5 separate regions of the Mus musculus genome follow, and all the other regions are linked to region 2. The links are chromatin contacts, called in public HiChIP or PLAC-seq and promoter capture Hi-C maps. All regions are on one chromosome and are shown on one strand. The core of a region is the stretch at or near the end of the contact, and the rest is flanking DNA. Distances in the headings are between cores, read along the strand shown. Region 1 holds the start of Lpar5 (lysophosphatidic acid receptor 5). Region 2 holds the start of Vamp1 (vesicle-associated membrane protein 1). Region 3 overlaps Cd9 (CD9 antigen). Region 4 holds the start of Cops7a (COP9 signalosome subunit 7A). Region 5 has its middle 20 kb from the start of Gm32673.

What was found. Promoter capture Hi-C pulls out the DNA fragments that hold promoters and counts their contacts. HiChIP or PLAC-seq counts read pairs in DNA pulled down with a chosen protein or histone mark.
Region 1: a contact with region 2 is called in an H3K27ac HiChIP or PLAC-seq map of embryonic stem cells, with 6 read pairs. The contact joins the promoter of Lpar5 here to the promoter of Vamp1 in region 2. A contact is called at or near these places in 5 of 39 promoter capture datasets (the C10 cell line, embryonic stem cells, hematopoietic stem and progenitor cells and 2 more), 2 of 115 datasets of contacts at active chromatin or transcription factors (embryonic stem cells and large pre-B cells) and 2 of 9 other capture datasets (adipose tissue and liver).
Region 3: a contact with region 2 is called in an H3K27ac HiChIP or PLAC-seq map of microglia, with 4 times the contacts expected there. The contact joins the enhancer-like site here to the promoter of Vamp1 in region 2. A contact is called at or near these places in 5 of 39 promoter capture datasets (the HPC-7 cell line, HPC-7-derived erythroid cells, cranial neural crest and 3 more), 2 of 115 datasets of contacts at active chromatin or transcription factors (memory CD8 T cells and microglia) and 1 of 9 other capture datasets (adipose tissue).
Region 4: a contact with region 2 is called in a promoter capture Hi-C map of pre-B cells. The contact joins the promoter of Cops7a here to the promoter of Vamp1 in region 2. A contact is called at or near these places in 7 of 39 promoter capture datasets (the C10 cell line, cranial neural crest, erythroid cells and 4 more), 1 of 484 Hi-C or Micro-C datasets (rod photoreceptor), 1 of 115 datasets of contacts at active chromatin or transcription factors (memory CD8 T cells) and 3 of 9 other capture datasets (adipose tissue, liver and pancreatic islet).
Region 5: a promoter capture Hi-C map of trophoblast stem cells shows a contact between it and region 2, with 6 times the contacts expected there. The contact joins the enhancer-like site here to the promoter of Vamp1 in region 2. A contact is called at or near these places in 2 of 39 promoter capture datasets (the 3T3-L1 cell line and trophoblast stem cells), 2 of 115 datasets of contacts at active chromatin or transcription factors (embryonic stem cells and memory CD8 T cells) and 2 of 9 other capture datasets (adipose tissue and liver).

What each region holds. Positions count from the first base shown.
Region 1 is chr6:125,066,460-125,069,309 of GRCm38.p6, reverse strand. It overlaps Lpar5 (lysophosphatidic acid receptor 5), which reads right to left and starts at 1,390. Exons shown (of 2, transcript NM_001163269.2): 1 at 1,334-1,390.
Region 2 is chr6:125,214,210-125,216,944 of GRCm38.p6, reverse strand. Vamp1 (vesicle-associated membrane protein 1) reads right to left here and starts at 1,364. Exons shown (of 5, transcript NM_009496.3): 1 at 1,218-1,364. The coding sequence starts at 1,219.
Region 3 is chr6:125,469,956-125,472,655 of GRCm38.p6, reverse strand. It overlaps Cd9 (CD9 antigen), which reads left to right. Exons shown (of 8, transcript NM_007657.4): 2 at 145-247. Among named protein-coding and RNA genes, the nearest start is that of Gm28809, 3.6 kb to the left of the region's middle. Within about 2 kb of position 1,440, at least 17 of the 459 cell types and tissues checked have an H3K27ac peak or open chromatin away from gene starts, as enhancers often do. A contact at or near this core is called in microglia, where this site is marked.
Region 4 is chr6:124,963,985-124,966,823 of GRCm38.p6, reverse strand. Cops7a (COP9 signalosome subunit 7A) reads left to right here and starts at 1,312. Exons shown (of 8, transcript NM_001355542.2): 1 at 1,312-1,422; 2 at 1,896-2,100. The coding sequence starts at 1,939. Gm23851 (a small nuclear RNA gene) reads right to left here and starts at 2,541; the gene lies at 2,437-2,541.
Region 5 is chr6:125,409,858-125,412,584 of GRCm38.p6, reverse strand. No RefSeq gene overlaps it. Among named protein-coding and RNA genes, the nearest start is that of Gm32673, 20 kb to the left of the region's middle. Within about 2 kb of position 1,469, at least 95 of the 459 cell types and tissues checked have an H3K27ac peak or open chromatin away from gene starts, as enhancers often do. A contact at or near this core is called in adipose tissue, embryonic stem cells and trophoblast stem cells, where this site is marked.

The DNA.
Region 1 (2,850 bases), core at 141-2,640, 150 kb after region 2:
CAGTGGGCTACGCACTGAGAACAGCAGGGTAGGAAGAACTAACGGCATCAGACAGCACAGATTGAGCTAGTGTTAGTGTCTCTTGCTGTTTGGGAAGTGAGGGGGTCACAGTTCCTCACTTCCCAGCCCCCCAGGGCTATGACTTCAGTTTACCATAAGTGAAGAGTTCTGGAAACAGAAGTCTATGTGTCCCTTTCTTGTCACTGAACACCCATAACCATAGGTAGTAGGCAGGCAGTGGCCTGCACCGGTATGGCAAAAGTCCCAGACAGCCTTCCCTGGATTCCCAAATATGCACAATGGCTCATTTCCTCTCCTAGTTGCTCATCAGCCATTCTGTCAAAGCCATGGGGACAGAGAGACCATGCAGCCTGACACCTTTCTGTTACATATGAGCATTTCAGGTTGGAGTAGGGCAGTGCTTCCTCAAGACCCATTAAAATATACCTGGAAGGGCTGGGGTAGCTCAGTGGTAGAATAGCATTCACAAGGGTTTAATCTCTAGCACAGCCCAAAATAGATGAAATAGATCTGAGCTCACACTATAGTTTCATCGTGGCTCACACGTATAGTTTCAACTAGCAGGAAAGCTGACAGGGCAGGGGTGTCCGTGGAGGTTAGGAGTTGAAGACCATGCTAGAAAGCATAATGAGACCTCACTCATCCAAAAGGGTCGGGAAACTGGGGATTGAGCTCGGCCGGTAGAGTGCTTGCCTAGCACGACCTAGGTTTAACCTCCAGCACTTGCATAAACTTGATGCCTGTAACCCCAGGGCTCCAGGGAGAGGCTTCAGGAGTTCAAGGTCCTCCTTGGCTATGTACAGATTTTGAGGCCAACCTGGGCTACATCTCAAAAAGGGGAGGGAACTCAGTGGTAGGGCAAGTGCTTATTAGCATATAGGGCAGTCCATCTCCAGCACCAAATAACAAAATAAAACATACCTTGGTAGCTCGAGTAAGATGCCTTTACCAGTAAACTCTTTAGCCAATTTTACTCAGAGCAGCTCCGTGTCTTCCAGAACAGGACCTGGCCCTGCAGGATGAGTGGGCTTGAGGGGAGCAGACCTCAGGGTCAGCATGAAAACAGGAGTCTAAAGTTTTAGGGCAAGACCCTAAGGTGGCCCACAGTGAGGCTTCAGCCCATCAGGTGTCTCAGGCATGTTGGCTGCCTCTTCAGGCTCCTATGGACAGATCTGTCCACATGGGGCAGCCCCGTTTGCCTTTTCACTGTATCTAAAAGGATTTCCCAGAGCCTACGGCCCACCTACATTCTCCATCCTCACCAATGTCCCCCACTTCTGGTGGTCCAGCCCCATTTGTCACCTCCCCATACCTGTGATCGGTTGCTCTTCCTCTGCCGCTGCCCCAAGCCTGCTTCCGCTGACACTCTGGGCTGGGTTGGGCTGAGCTTCCCTGGTAGGACCTGCTCCTGGGCGGGCCTGACACACCCACCTTACAGATCTCAGAACATCCCTCCCAGCTCCTGCACTCACCCAACCAACCCCACAGAGTCAAAGAGCTTTGACCACAGACACCTTCGCAAACAGGTCAGAGAAGCAAGCTCTAAAAGCCGGTGAAAATCCAACCTTACCCCAGTCACCTAACTCTGCAACTATGGCTCCCAGATGTGCAGTTTCCGGGAACTCTCTCTGCGGCACACCCACCCACTGATACCTGATGACTAACACACACACACACACACACACACACACACACACACACACACACACATCATGATGTTCTCACCTGTCTCCTCCCTGCCTGTCTCTCTTCCTCTCTTGGGTCAGCTAGGTGGTTTAGCAAAAGTGGCTCGTGGTTGTAGCTTCCCCTGCCTGGGGCCTGTTGGTCAGCCAAGGGTTCTCCCTCCTTGCCTGCCTACCAGCACACACCCAGTTCCTCCATCAGAGCAGTTGCCTGACTGGATGCTTCCTCCTCTCCCTCTGTCTGCCTCAGGCTGGGAGCTCCTGGAGGTAGGGGGCTTGTGGTGGTCTCTGTCTGCTCTTCAGGCTGAGCATAGCCCTTCAATGCATATTAGTTAGCAAAGACGGATCTTTTGGAGATAGCTGACAAAGGTATTGTGGTTAAATGAGTTTGACCAACCCTGGATAAAAATCAACGTGAATATTCTGCTGAGTGATAAGCCATGGGTTGATCACTCCTGAAGGCTGGAGGGTGCGTTATACTAGCTGTGGTTTTTTTTCCTTTGTGATGACTGAATATAAGATCTCGTGTATGAGCCGGGCGTGGTGGCGCACGCCTTTAATCCCAGCACTCGGGAGGCAGAGGCAGGCGGATTTCTGAGTTCGAGGCCAGCCTGGTCTACAAAGTGAGTTCCAGGACAGTCAGGGCTACACAGAGAAACCCTGTCTCAAAAACACCAAAAAAAAAAAAAAAAAAAAGATCTCGTGTACGCTAAGCAAATGCTCTGGCACCCAGTCGTACACCCGGGTCTACTGGTTTTGCTTTGTTTTTTGTTTTTGTTTTTTTTTTTAAAGATTTATTTATTTATTATATGTAAGTACACTGTAGCTGTCTTCAGACACTCCAGAAGAGGGCGTCAGATCTTGTTACAGATGGTTGTAAGCCACCATGTGGTTGCTGGGATTTGAACTCTGGACCTTCGGAAGAGCAGTCAGGTGCTCCTACCCACTGAGCCATCTCACCAGCCCCTGGTTTTGTTTTTTAAATTGGGTATTTATTTCATTTACATTTCCAATGCTATCCCAAAAGTCCCCCACACGCTCCCCCACCCACTCCCCCACCCACCCACTCCCACTTCTTGGCCTTGTCGTTCCCCTGTACTGAGGCATATAAAGTTTGCACGACTAATGGGCCACTCTTTCCACTGAT
Region 2 (2,735 bases), core at 115-2,614:
AGATCTATGGGCTTGTAAAAACTGCACAGAATGTTAATGCAGAGAACGGATAAAATGGCTGTGAAGCTTTGGAGAACTCACTTTATTTACTATTTGTGGCAGGTAGAAACACTCCACCCTAACCTATTCAGGGAGTTATAACCCTTATGTAATACAAAATCCTGCCCCCCTTTTGCCAATAGAGGCAACACAAGCAGAGTGTAGTGGTGCACACCTTTAATCCCAGCACTTGGAAGCCAGGGGCAGGTGGATCTCTGAGTTCAAGGCCAGCCTTGTCTATAGAGGGAATTCTGAGACAGCCAGGGGTACACAGAGAAACCCTATATGGAAAAGCCAAACAAAGAAGGGGGATAGAGAGAGCGAGGAAGAGGGAGAGAGAGAGGAAGAGGGAGAGAGAGAGGAAGAGGGAACAAACACAAATAAATCTAGCACCAGGCAAGAGATTCAGATAATAAATGAAAAGAAAGAAAATTCTTCATTGTGTGTATGTGATCCTAAAGGGAAGTTCTTAATTTATCTGGCCACAGAAGGGGATGATGCCAAAAAGAGCTAAAGGCTAAACTATGTGTTTTGGATAAAATGAAGAATTCACTGTTCTCCCTATTTCTCCTCCAATATTTATTTGGCTAGGACTTGATCACTGGAAATCGCCTTAGCATAAACAGCTGCATTAAGATTTCATACCACTGTCCCCTGAGACTTTCTGAGCTACTCGCAAGGCGCCACAGAACTAGCAAGTTAAGTTTCTGCAGCTTTGCTCACAGCCATGAGGCAGGTACATCACACTCTGGGTGAGGGGCATGCATAACGCAGAGACTGCGGGCACTCCAAGTCAAGAATGGACAGGAACACCTATAAGTCTTCCCAGAGGCTTTAAGAGTCTGTCAAACAAGAAAGGGTCTCCGAGTTTCCTGTCTGAATCTATACCTCCCCCACTTTTTCCCCTTTGGGGTTCCACGATACAAAGACAAGAGGGGAGGGTGCGGTGTACGTGGGACCCCCGCGCCCTCGCCCTGCCATGGAGTGCCAGCTGCAGTTGGTGCGGGATGGAGCGCTGCCCGCAGTCCGGGGTGGCCCGGTCTGGGGGCGGCGCGAGCTGGTGGTTCCCGGCGTCGCCGCAGCTGCTGCAATGCGCCATTTCCCGTCCCGCAGAGTCGGACACTGCGGGGGAGAGTCGGTAAAGAGGTGTCGAGGACCCTAGAGCAGAGTCAACTCACATTTTTCTGAAAGAGGAAGTGGAGGTCCGTCCCCTCTCTGGAGAATGCAACGAGACGGGCAGGGAGACACTGCGGCTGAAGCAGACGGAACTGTCGAGCGCCGCCTCACACGAAACACCCGGAACTCTAACTGCGGTGGAACTTACTGCAGGTGCAGGGCCGGCTCTCGGCTTTATTAGACATGACCACGCCTCTCGGATGATGTCAAAACCTCCAGGTCCAATCCTCGTGAGAAATGGCCTGCTAGTCCCGCCCCCACAACTACAGCAATTACCATTGTCCTCTTATTTCTATTTCTTCACTGACCAATACAAAAGTGGCTTGCTTAAAGTCCAGCTCAAACTCTGTCTCCGCCGCTGAGTTAGACCTTTTATGGTGCCTACCAGCCAATCGCTGAGCTGGAGACTGCTGTCATTCTTACCGCTCCCGCCCACAGCACCTGGCAGAAGGAAACCCAAGTGACTTAGACGCTGGAATCCAACTGGCTGCGAGGTTCAGCAGTGAATGCATATTCATGAAGTCCTTGGCCACAGGACCACCCCGTCACCATCCCTGCCTGAGACCATAAAACCCACATTCTTCATTCTTCTCTTCCCTATCACGAACTTCATCCCTAAACCTGTTAACACAGCGACTTAGTTAACCCAGCCCAGAAACCTGAACTAAAGTAGACTTCCCTATTTTATGTTTATGCTTTGTTTTGTTTTTTGAGACCTCTCTCTATAGATAGATAGATAGATAGATAGATAGATAGATAGATAGATAGATAGATATAGATATATACATATATACAGATATATAGATACACACACACATATATATGTGTGTATATATATATATATACACACATATATGTATATATATATACACACACATTATGCGTATGTATGTGTGTGTGTGTATATATATATATATATATATATATATATATATATATATACACACACACACACATATGTATATATATATTATGGTACAAGTTTCTGCCTGCATCTATGCATGCTTGGGTGCCCTTGGAGGCCAGAGGAGGGTTATTCCCTAGATGGTTTTGAGTATATGTGAGTGCTGGGAACCAAACCCTCTGCAAAAGCAATATGCTCCCTCCACCACTGAGCCATCTCTCTCCAGCCCCAGCCCTTTCCTCTTTACTCCTCCTCCAAAATCTAAGTAGAATCAATTTTTCCTTCTCAATACTTAAAGACGTTTCTTCTCTCTTCCAGTAGAATCCCTTTCCTAGACATCAGTTGTAAAATTCAACATTATTTTATGCTTCACAGCTTTAAAGGAATCTATAGCTGTGGTTGCGTTTTCCTAGCCTTAGAATTCTTATTTTACATTTAGTGGAAGCTTAGGTTTTGGATGCAGTGTAAATGTTTATATCTTAGGCATCCATGCAAAAGGAAAGAGAACATAGTAACATTAATAGGACAGTTACAACTTGACGTTCAGAGACTCTTTTCCCAGCAGAAACAGAGGCTTGTGTAGTCCAGGCTGGCTTCAAACATGAAATGTAGTCAA
Region 3 (2,700 bases), core at 191-2,690, 260 kb before region 2:
AGAGTGCCTTCTGCCTCCAGATGCGCTTGGAGGGTAGAAAGAAAGATGGTGCTGAAGTCCTTTGCAGGTCTCCTCAGCATTTGTTGAGTGTGCTATCCCAGGTGGTCAGAACTAATGGCAGCCAACGCGTTGTGTGTCTTGCAGCTCGCTGGCATTGCAGTGCTTGCTATTGGACTATGGCTCCGATTCGACTCTCAGACCAAGAGCATCTTCGAGCAAGAGAATAACCATTCCAGTTTCTACACAGGTGAGAGGGAGGGGTTGGCACTTCAACTCTGGGAACTCCATGCTGACCTCGGGCCTAGGGACTGGGGGAGAGAAGCTGGCCACATAAGCCAGCCCTGTCCCTTTCAAGTTAGGTAGCTCAGTGAGTGTGCATAGCTGTGTCTGTGCGTTTGCATCTGACTCTTTGTGGTTTCTGGTCTTGCCTGCCGAGTTTGGCATCTTGACCATTCTCTGATGTGAAGTTGTCTGGCAAGGATGCCACCACTCCTGAGGGTTTAAGAGCCTCTCTGCACATGCTTTGTGTCTCCAAACTAAATTGTAATCTTCTTACGTCAGAAACCATTGTCCTGTGTGCATCTGCAGAGCCAGGAAGAGAAGGGGCTCCCCTTCCAGTCTCCCTCCAGACCGGCTTCCTGAATAGACAATCAAAATTGAGATTAATGGGGATGGAGATGGAGGAGTTCACAGGAGGCTCTGGGAGGGATGTCAAAAGAGAAGCTAAGCAAGAGAGCCAAGAGACAGAAAGAGAACAGGGAAGAGAGAAGAAAGAAAAAGAAAGTCTGGGCTGGAGAGCTGGCTCAGCAGTTAAGAGCACTGAAAGAAAGTATGTCAGTCAGTGGACCTGAGAGACCATCTGATCCTTTGAGGAAAACTGCTTTTGCCTTGGGGAAGGGTTTCCACGTTCAGTAAGGTGGGGATCACCCAAGCAAGCTACAGCCAGCCAGTCGCTTTCTCTACACAGGTTCCTTGGTCCTTCCTGACTCCCTTCGGCCCCTTTCTCTTCCTCTGTGAGGGGAGATGCCTCAAGGACCGTCTCATGGCTGCTTGTCTGCCTGACTAAGCTCAGCCTCTGGTTCCAGTCCGCCTGATTTAGAAGTAGGAAGCCCCCTATTTTTAGGGTGATCCTGTCATGCCATCAGACCCAGCGTGAGTTGTCACTTCCTTTCCACCCACCAAAGTTATTTTTACAAAAGACAAGAAAGCATTCTGACAAGGTTATCATCCCGCAGGCTGCAGGGACCAAGGGCCACGGGGCCTCCAGCCTGTCAGCCTTCCCTTTCCTCTCCTCCCTGGGGCCAGACTGGGCCAGGTAGACTAGGAGGAGTCTCTGGGGGGTGGGGGGGAAAGCACCTGAGCTCTCAGTCTAGAGCTCCCGTTTTCCTGTCCTTAGTTACTGTCCATTGGCAGTGGAGTGGGGAAGGCCAGGGTACGTTGCCCTATTGTTAAAAAGAAAGTGGGGCCGGGTATGGTGTCGCACGCCTTTAATCCCAGCACTTGGGAGGCAGAGGCAGGCAGATTTCTGAGTCTAAGGCCAGCCTGGTCTACAGAGTGAGTTCCAGGACAGCCAGGGCTACACAGAGAAACCCTGTCTGGGGGGGAGAAAGTGGGGAAAGAACAGGCTCGTGGTTTATAGTTGGCAAGCCTTTGGGTTTTTGTTTTTTGGGTTTTGTTTTTTTTTTTTTTTAAACTACAAGCAGAGTTTTTAGGGAACATGTTTCCATAGTGCCCTGACTTGTTTTAGCAACAAAGCTTTGATTCTAAGCAGGAATGCCAGGAGAGCAGGAGAGGGTGGGGTGGGGTGTGCTTCCCTGAGTAGCTGTAGCAGGAGCAAGGTGATGAGGGGAGCCCGGCACACTCCGTGCCCCAGCACACGGGAGCTGTGAGCTCACTCCCTAAGGACCACAGGCAGATCTACGGGCAGGAACGGGTACCTTCTCAAGCTGATCTCCTGACCAAGGGCCCAATAGTCCCTGTGTCTTCCAAAAGAGTTCTGACTCCCTAGGCAGGCCTCCTTCCTGTTGACTGCTCCTGATCACCTGGTAGTTGTTCCCAGCATTCAGGACTCAGGCTAGCCTGGCAGTGGTGGTGGTGCACGCCTTTAATCCCAGCACTTGGGAGGCAGAGGCAGGTGGATTTCTGAGTTCGAGGCCAGCCTGGTCTACAAAGTGAGTTCCAGGACAGCCAGGGCTATACAGAGAAACCCTGTCTCGAAAAACCAAAAAAAAAAAAAAAACAGTACTCAGGCTAATTCTGTATATTTTTAGATTAGGAAAGAAAGATTTTCACTGGTGACCCTGGTGAACTGGGAAGAAACCACTCCCACGCCTGAGCCCCACCCTGGTGTAGTTCACTGGCTCCATCCCTGAAACCCCACAAGGTGCAGGGAATAGCTCCCATCTCACAGCCCAAGCTCTCGTCCCTAGAACATAAACCCTAGCTCCTTCTGGAATTCTCTGTACTCCATGGCAAGGAGGGCTCCCCTTGTAAGAAGTGACCTTTTGAGTCATATTAAGTTAAGGCTCAGAATGGCCCTGGTGAGCTGTTGGTAGGTAAGGAAACCGTGCAAGGAGACGGAGAGCCGTTACCACCTGAGTGGAGGAAGAGGAGCCAATTCCGGGAGCCTCCTGGGGTTCTAATTCTCCCGACTGTTACAGTGTCAAAGTGGTCTTCAGTGGTCCTCCCTACAGAGACCGA
Region 4 (2,839 bases), core at 63-2,562, 250 kb after region 2:
CTGCTGAGCCATCTCTCCAGCCCATTCATTGCCTTGTTTTCTAACTCTTCTCTCTCTCCCACTCTCAGCCTGGAACTATGCAGCTCACATGGCCTTTGGGCCTAAGATACTCCTGACTTAGCCTCCCAAGTGCTAGACCACAAGCATGCACCACCATCCCTCGAAGGAAGCGACGGAATCAGACAGGTATGCACTTGGACCCTATCCATATTTCTTTGTCCTACAGGTTAGTTCCAGAACTCAGCCCTTGAAGGTCCAATTCTCCTGCCTCAGCCTACTGAGTGATAGGATTACAAATCATCTAACAGTAAACCTGGCTTTACCTTAATTTCCTCCTTATATGGTTTCTGTAAGGATTTTTGTTTTGTTTCATTTTGAAACCTGGTCTATTTAGTGGCGGATGATCCAACTCAGAAATCCACCTAATTAAAGGTGTGTACCACCATGATATTTGGGAGATAGGGTCTCTCACACTGTAGCCCGGGATAACCTCCCAACATATAGCAATCCTCCTGCCTCAGCCTCCTGGATGCTGGGATTACAAGTGCCCGGCTGAATCCTTTAACTTTTAAATTTCCTCATCTGCCTTGGTTCCACTCACACTTTTCTCCTTGCTAATTTGGGATCCAAAGACTAAAAAAATGACTCAATATTTATTTGTAGTAACCATGGCCAAAAGTCTGGTCATGCGATCTGAAACTTCTATGGGAAGAAAACCTCAAAAGCCTAACCAATACACTTCCTTTTCCCCCTTAATCACTCGGGGGTTTGTTTTCTTTCTTATTGAGACCGGTTCTCATGTTGCTCAAACTGGCTTGGAATCTGCGATGGAGCTGAGGCTGGTTTTGAACTCCTGATTCTCCCCTACCTCTACCTCCAATACGCCGGGGGGTGGGGTGGGGGCATGTGTTACCACTTCCTGCCCCCTTACCCTTTAAACTTTTCTTCTGCTCTTTAAAAAGAGTGGATAAGTTGTTGGACTATTTATAGCCTCGTTTCTCTCCTTTCTCCCTTATTTTTTCTTTCTGCGAATTCTCGCCTTCCGCTAACGCTCACGTCGCCGCAGGAACTCGGGGCCGCCATCCTGCCTTGTCCTGCAGCTCCCGGGAGGGTCGCTCCCCCGGACCTCCGCAGAGCCGAGGTCCTCTCCGCACCCTGCATTCACCGCTCTCGCACCCATAAAGATGCACGGACAGAGCGGAAGATGGGCGCCGCTCTCGCGCCTCCCGCGGTCCGGAAACGGAAGCAGGCCGGAGCCGCCCGGAACCCGCCTCCCGAGAGCGGAAGTACGGCCGGAAGCTGGCCATAGAAGCGAGCGGCTAGAGCGGCCCTGCGGGGAGGTGGCAGGAAAGGCTTGGGAGCCGCTGCCGGAGGTGACGGAGCGGCCGCCCCGCCCCGTGCGCTGGGAGACGAGGCTTCCAGGTAGCCGTCGGTTGCAGTCGGTCCGGGGGTACGACCTGGCCTTGGGCGCAGACCCCGGCCGGTCCCGGGGCTGCCTCTTTAAGGGAGGGGGTGGAGCCGCGAGTCAGGCGCGAGGAGGTGAGGTCACGTGGGGGCGGCCACGTGCACGACTCGCGTCCCGAAGTGGGGGTTCGTCGTCGTCCGGTAGACACCATGTGCTATCTCTCCCTTCCCTGGTTCATCAGTCTTGGAACTCAATGGGGTGCACGTGGTGGGGCTTGGGACTGGGCCCGGGATGACGGAGCGGGTGGGCGTGGCAGCCAGGATGGGGCTGGCTTGGAGGAGCCCTCGAGTTGCCTTTTAGACCTCAGGACCCCACTTACTCACTGCGGATGTGGCGGGGTCCCTCTTGAGCGTGCAGCTCCCGTCCCTTCGAGCTGACCACCCTCGCAGGGTCCAGGGACCTTTAGTTTCACGTTCCTCTTTCCTTGCAGCTCCAGAAATCTTGAGGCCAGAGCCCCGCACCTCGGCGCAGCCATGAGTGCGGAGGTGAAGGTGACAGGGCAGAACCAAGAGCAGTTTCTGCTCCTTGCCAAGTCGGCTAAGGGGGCGGCACTGGCCACACTCATCCACCAGGTGCTGGAGGCCCCTGGTGTCTACGTGTTTGGGGAACTGCTGGATATGCCTAATGTTAGAGAGGTGTGTTGCTTGCCTGGGTAGTCCCCAAAGAACGTTGGGACCAAAGTTAACTCTTGAGTGCTGGGCTCGTTTTTTGTACCCAGTAACCACTCAGGTGATCGGGGTACCGATAATTAGCTCTCAACATGGAAAAATAAATCAATCAAATAAAGGTCTTCATTATCTTACAGATAAAGGGTCTGTAAACTTAGTGCTCCCTCCCTCTGTACCCACACTTTGAGTCAGGATTTCACTGTGTAGTCCTGGCTGCCCTAAACTAGTAACTATGGTCTAAGGTGGCCTTGAATGTGTGGGAAATCCCTGCCTATGTCTCATGCATAATTTTTTTTGTTATTTAAAAATATGGAACGCTTTACAAATTGGAGTGTCGTCTTTGCTCAGGGGCCATGCTAATCTTCTCGGGATCGTTCCAGTTTTAGTATATGTGTTGCTGAAGCAAGCAGAAATCTTTAATTTTGAAGCAAAAGAACAAGTCATTAAGAATACCACTGATAAACTCCAGCTTGTCCACCAGTATGATATCTTTTTGTGTTGGTTTTTTTTTTTTTTTTTTTTTCAGGACAGGGTTTCTCTATGTACTATAACTGTGTTCTGGAACTCTCTCTGTCGACCAGGCTGGCCTTCAACTCAGAGATCCTCTGCCTCTTCCTCTCGAGTGTTGGGATTAAAGACTTGTGCTACCATGCCTGCCTAGTGATACCTCTTAATAATCCTGTCACTAACATTTGGGAGGTAGAAA
Region 5 (2,727 bases), core at 220-2,719, 200 kb before region 2:
TCATTTGTTAGACATTCTTGTTGTCATTGTTTTTGCTTTAGATTTGGGGTTTTGTTTGAGGGGGTTCAGGGGTGTTTTTTGTTTTGTTTTGTTTTGGAGACAGAATCTTTTTATCCCCAGCTAGCCCGGAGCTTGCTGTGTAGATCAGGCAGGCCTGGAACTCAGGACCTTCCTCAAGTGCTAGGTTTATAGGTGTGTACCACTATCTGGCTGTAACTTTTTTAATTTACAAAAACATTGGTGCTTTGTGGGTATATGACACCTAATAAAATGACAAGGACCAAGGATGCCACATTTGAGGGACATCGATATAAGCCAAGCCTGGAAGTACAGACCTGTAATCCCAGCTAGTGTTGAAGACCAACCTGGGCTACAGAGAAACACTTAAGCAGAAATCGCAATGCTCAGTTTCTGCTCTGATGTTTGTTTCTTTTGGTTTGGTTTTTTTTTTTGTTGTTGTTGTTGTTGTTGTTTTTGTTTTCTGAGACAGGGCTGGACTACACAGCCTTGGATGACCTGGAACTCTTTGTGTAGACCAGGCTGGCCTCGGCTCACAGAGATCTGCCTGCCTCTGCCTCCTTAATGCTGGGATCAGAGGCATTCGAGAGCTCATTACATAGGTCACAGTGGTCTGGAGCTCACTTGTAGCCCCGGCACTGAAGACTTCTTTCTAGATCCTCCTGCCTCCACCTCTTGAGTGTTGGGACTACAGATGCGCACCGCACCACCATACTCAGCCATCTTGACTGTTAAGTAAGAGTTATTGTGCTGGCTAGGGTATTGTAAGCCTTTAACCCCAGAACTCAGGGGACAGAGGCAGGTGGGTTTCTATGAGTTCAAGGCCAGCCTGGTCTACAAACCCAGCTCCAAGCCAGTCAAAGCTACATAGTGAGACCCTGTCCGGAAAAAAAAAAAATCTATTTTTAAAGAATAGAGTGGTAGTCTTTGATTTAGCATCTTCACCAGGTTCTGCCCAAAGCATATGAAAACCTGAAAAATAAAAAGGCTTTGAAGGCTCTAAACCTGTGCATAAAAGCAACCCTGGGCGTGGTGGTGTGCACCTGTGAGCCCAGCAATCAGGGCTGATGCAGAACCATTCAAGACACGCCTGGGGTCACAGAGAGTTCCGGGAAAGCCTGGAATACATGGGCAAACCTAGCCTTGAAGGTGGGGTTGGGGGACGCCACCTGCTGCTCTGGCTTCCCTTTCTTTTGGCTCCAAACCACCCTGCCACTAGCAGGGAGAACTCTAAGTGACCAGAGCTCATAAACCGGTCTACTTTTCATTGCTGGGAGTTCCTCTGTGTCTGCCTGTCTAGACTCCTCCCTAACTAGGGTGAGGGAGGGAAACCTCCAATCAGCAGAGAGTTTCGCAATCAGCCCCAATTGCGAGACCAAGCTTCTGCCTCTCTCCCAAGGAGACCCATGCTGGAGAACACACCTTCTCATCCCCATATCACCCTCCAGCGAGCATAGAAACAGCTGAGTTATGAGCCAGACAAGGGAGAGGATGCTCCACCCTGCATACTTGCCCTCTAGAAATTGATTTATGCTGCATTGTTGCTGGGAACCATGGAAACCACAGGTGACCGTGAGTCAGATGGTAGTAAACAGGAATCTTTACTAACAGAAGTTACCCAGGCAACCCCGGGAGAATAAGACCCTGCATCTCTTGGTTTAACCTCGGAGAACTTCCAGGCACCGTTATTTTGCTCCTATCCTCTGCTCCAGAGCTCCCAGATCTGGGATCTTTGGAGTAAGTCAGGTACTTACTTAAGACTTGTACAGGTCCAGCTCTCTGCGCTCCTTTCTGGAAACCCTGGGGCTCTGAGCTCCCCCATCCTGACTTTCTGTTCTGGGTTTTGGCACTGCTCACACCCGGAATTCTCGTGCTGGCTGCTGACTCAGCTTATCCACGCTTTCCGTCTTTGCTCAGATGTCAGGGCCTTCCTTCCCTGACCCCGTGAATGGCCTTTACAAACTTTATAAAGCGTAGAACTTTAGTTCCACACACACAATCTAGAATAGCAGGCGCCCATCATGGAGTGCCCAGGCTCCCAGCTCGTCTTGCCAGCCCTAAGCCCAGGTGCTCAGGCTTTGGGTCTAGGTTGGATGGACCTGTTCAAAGACCAGGATGAATGGAGACAGGGACCAGATGAGATGGAGACCGCATGAGGTGGGAACGGGAAGTGAGATGCCAAGGCGTCTTGCCGGCTGCCATAAAAATATTGACCAAGCAGTTTTTAGACCCCCGTTCCAGTCATCTTCCTGGACTATCCCTGCCACAATGAGGCATCGGGCCATGCTCCGCGTCTCCTGCCTTTCCACCAACTTGCCTGTTTGCCATTTTATAAAAGGACGATGGGTGTGGGGCTAGGGAACCGGCTCAGCACTTAAGAACTCTGGTTGATCTTGAGTAGGACTTGAATTCACTTCCCAGCACCCACATGGTGGCTCACAACACCCGAAACTCCAGGTCTGGGGGATCTGATGCGCTCTTCCAGTCTCCAAATCGTGCATGTGGTGCACAGACATACATGCAGACAGAGCACCCATGCACATAAAGTAAAAATGAAGTAAACCTTTTTTTTTAATTAAGAAAAAAGATAGGGGCGGGATTTGGCTTGGTAGAGAGCTCTTGCCTAGAATACACATGGCTCTGGGTCCCATACAGCTCTACGAAATCAAACATGGAACTAAACCTTTACCACTGAGGCACACTGCAGCC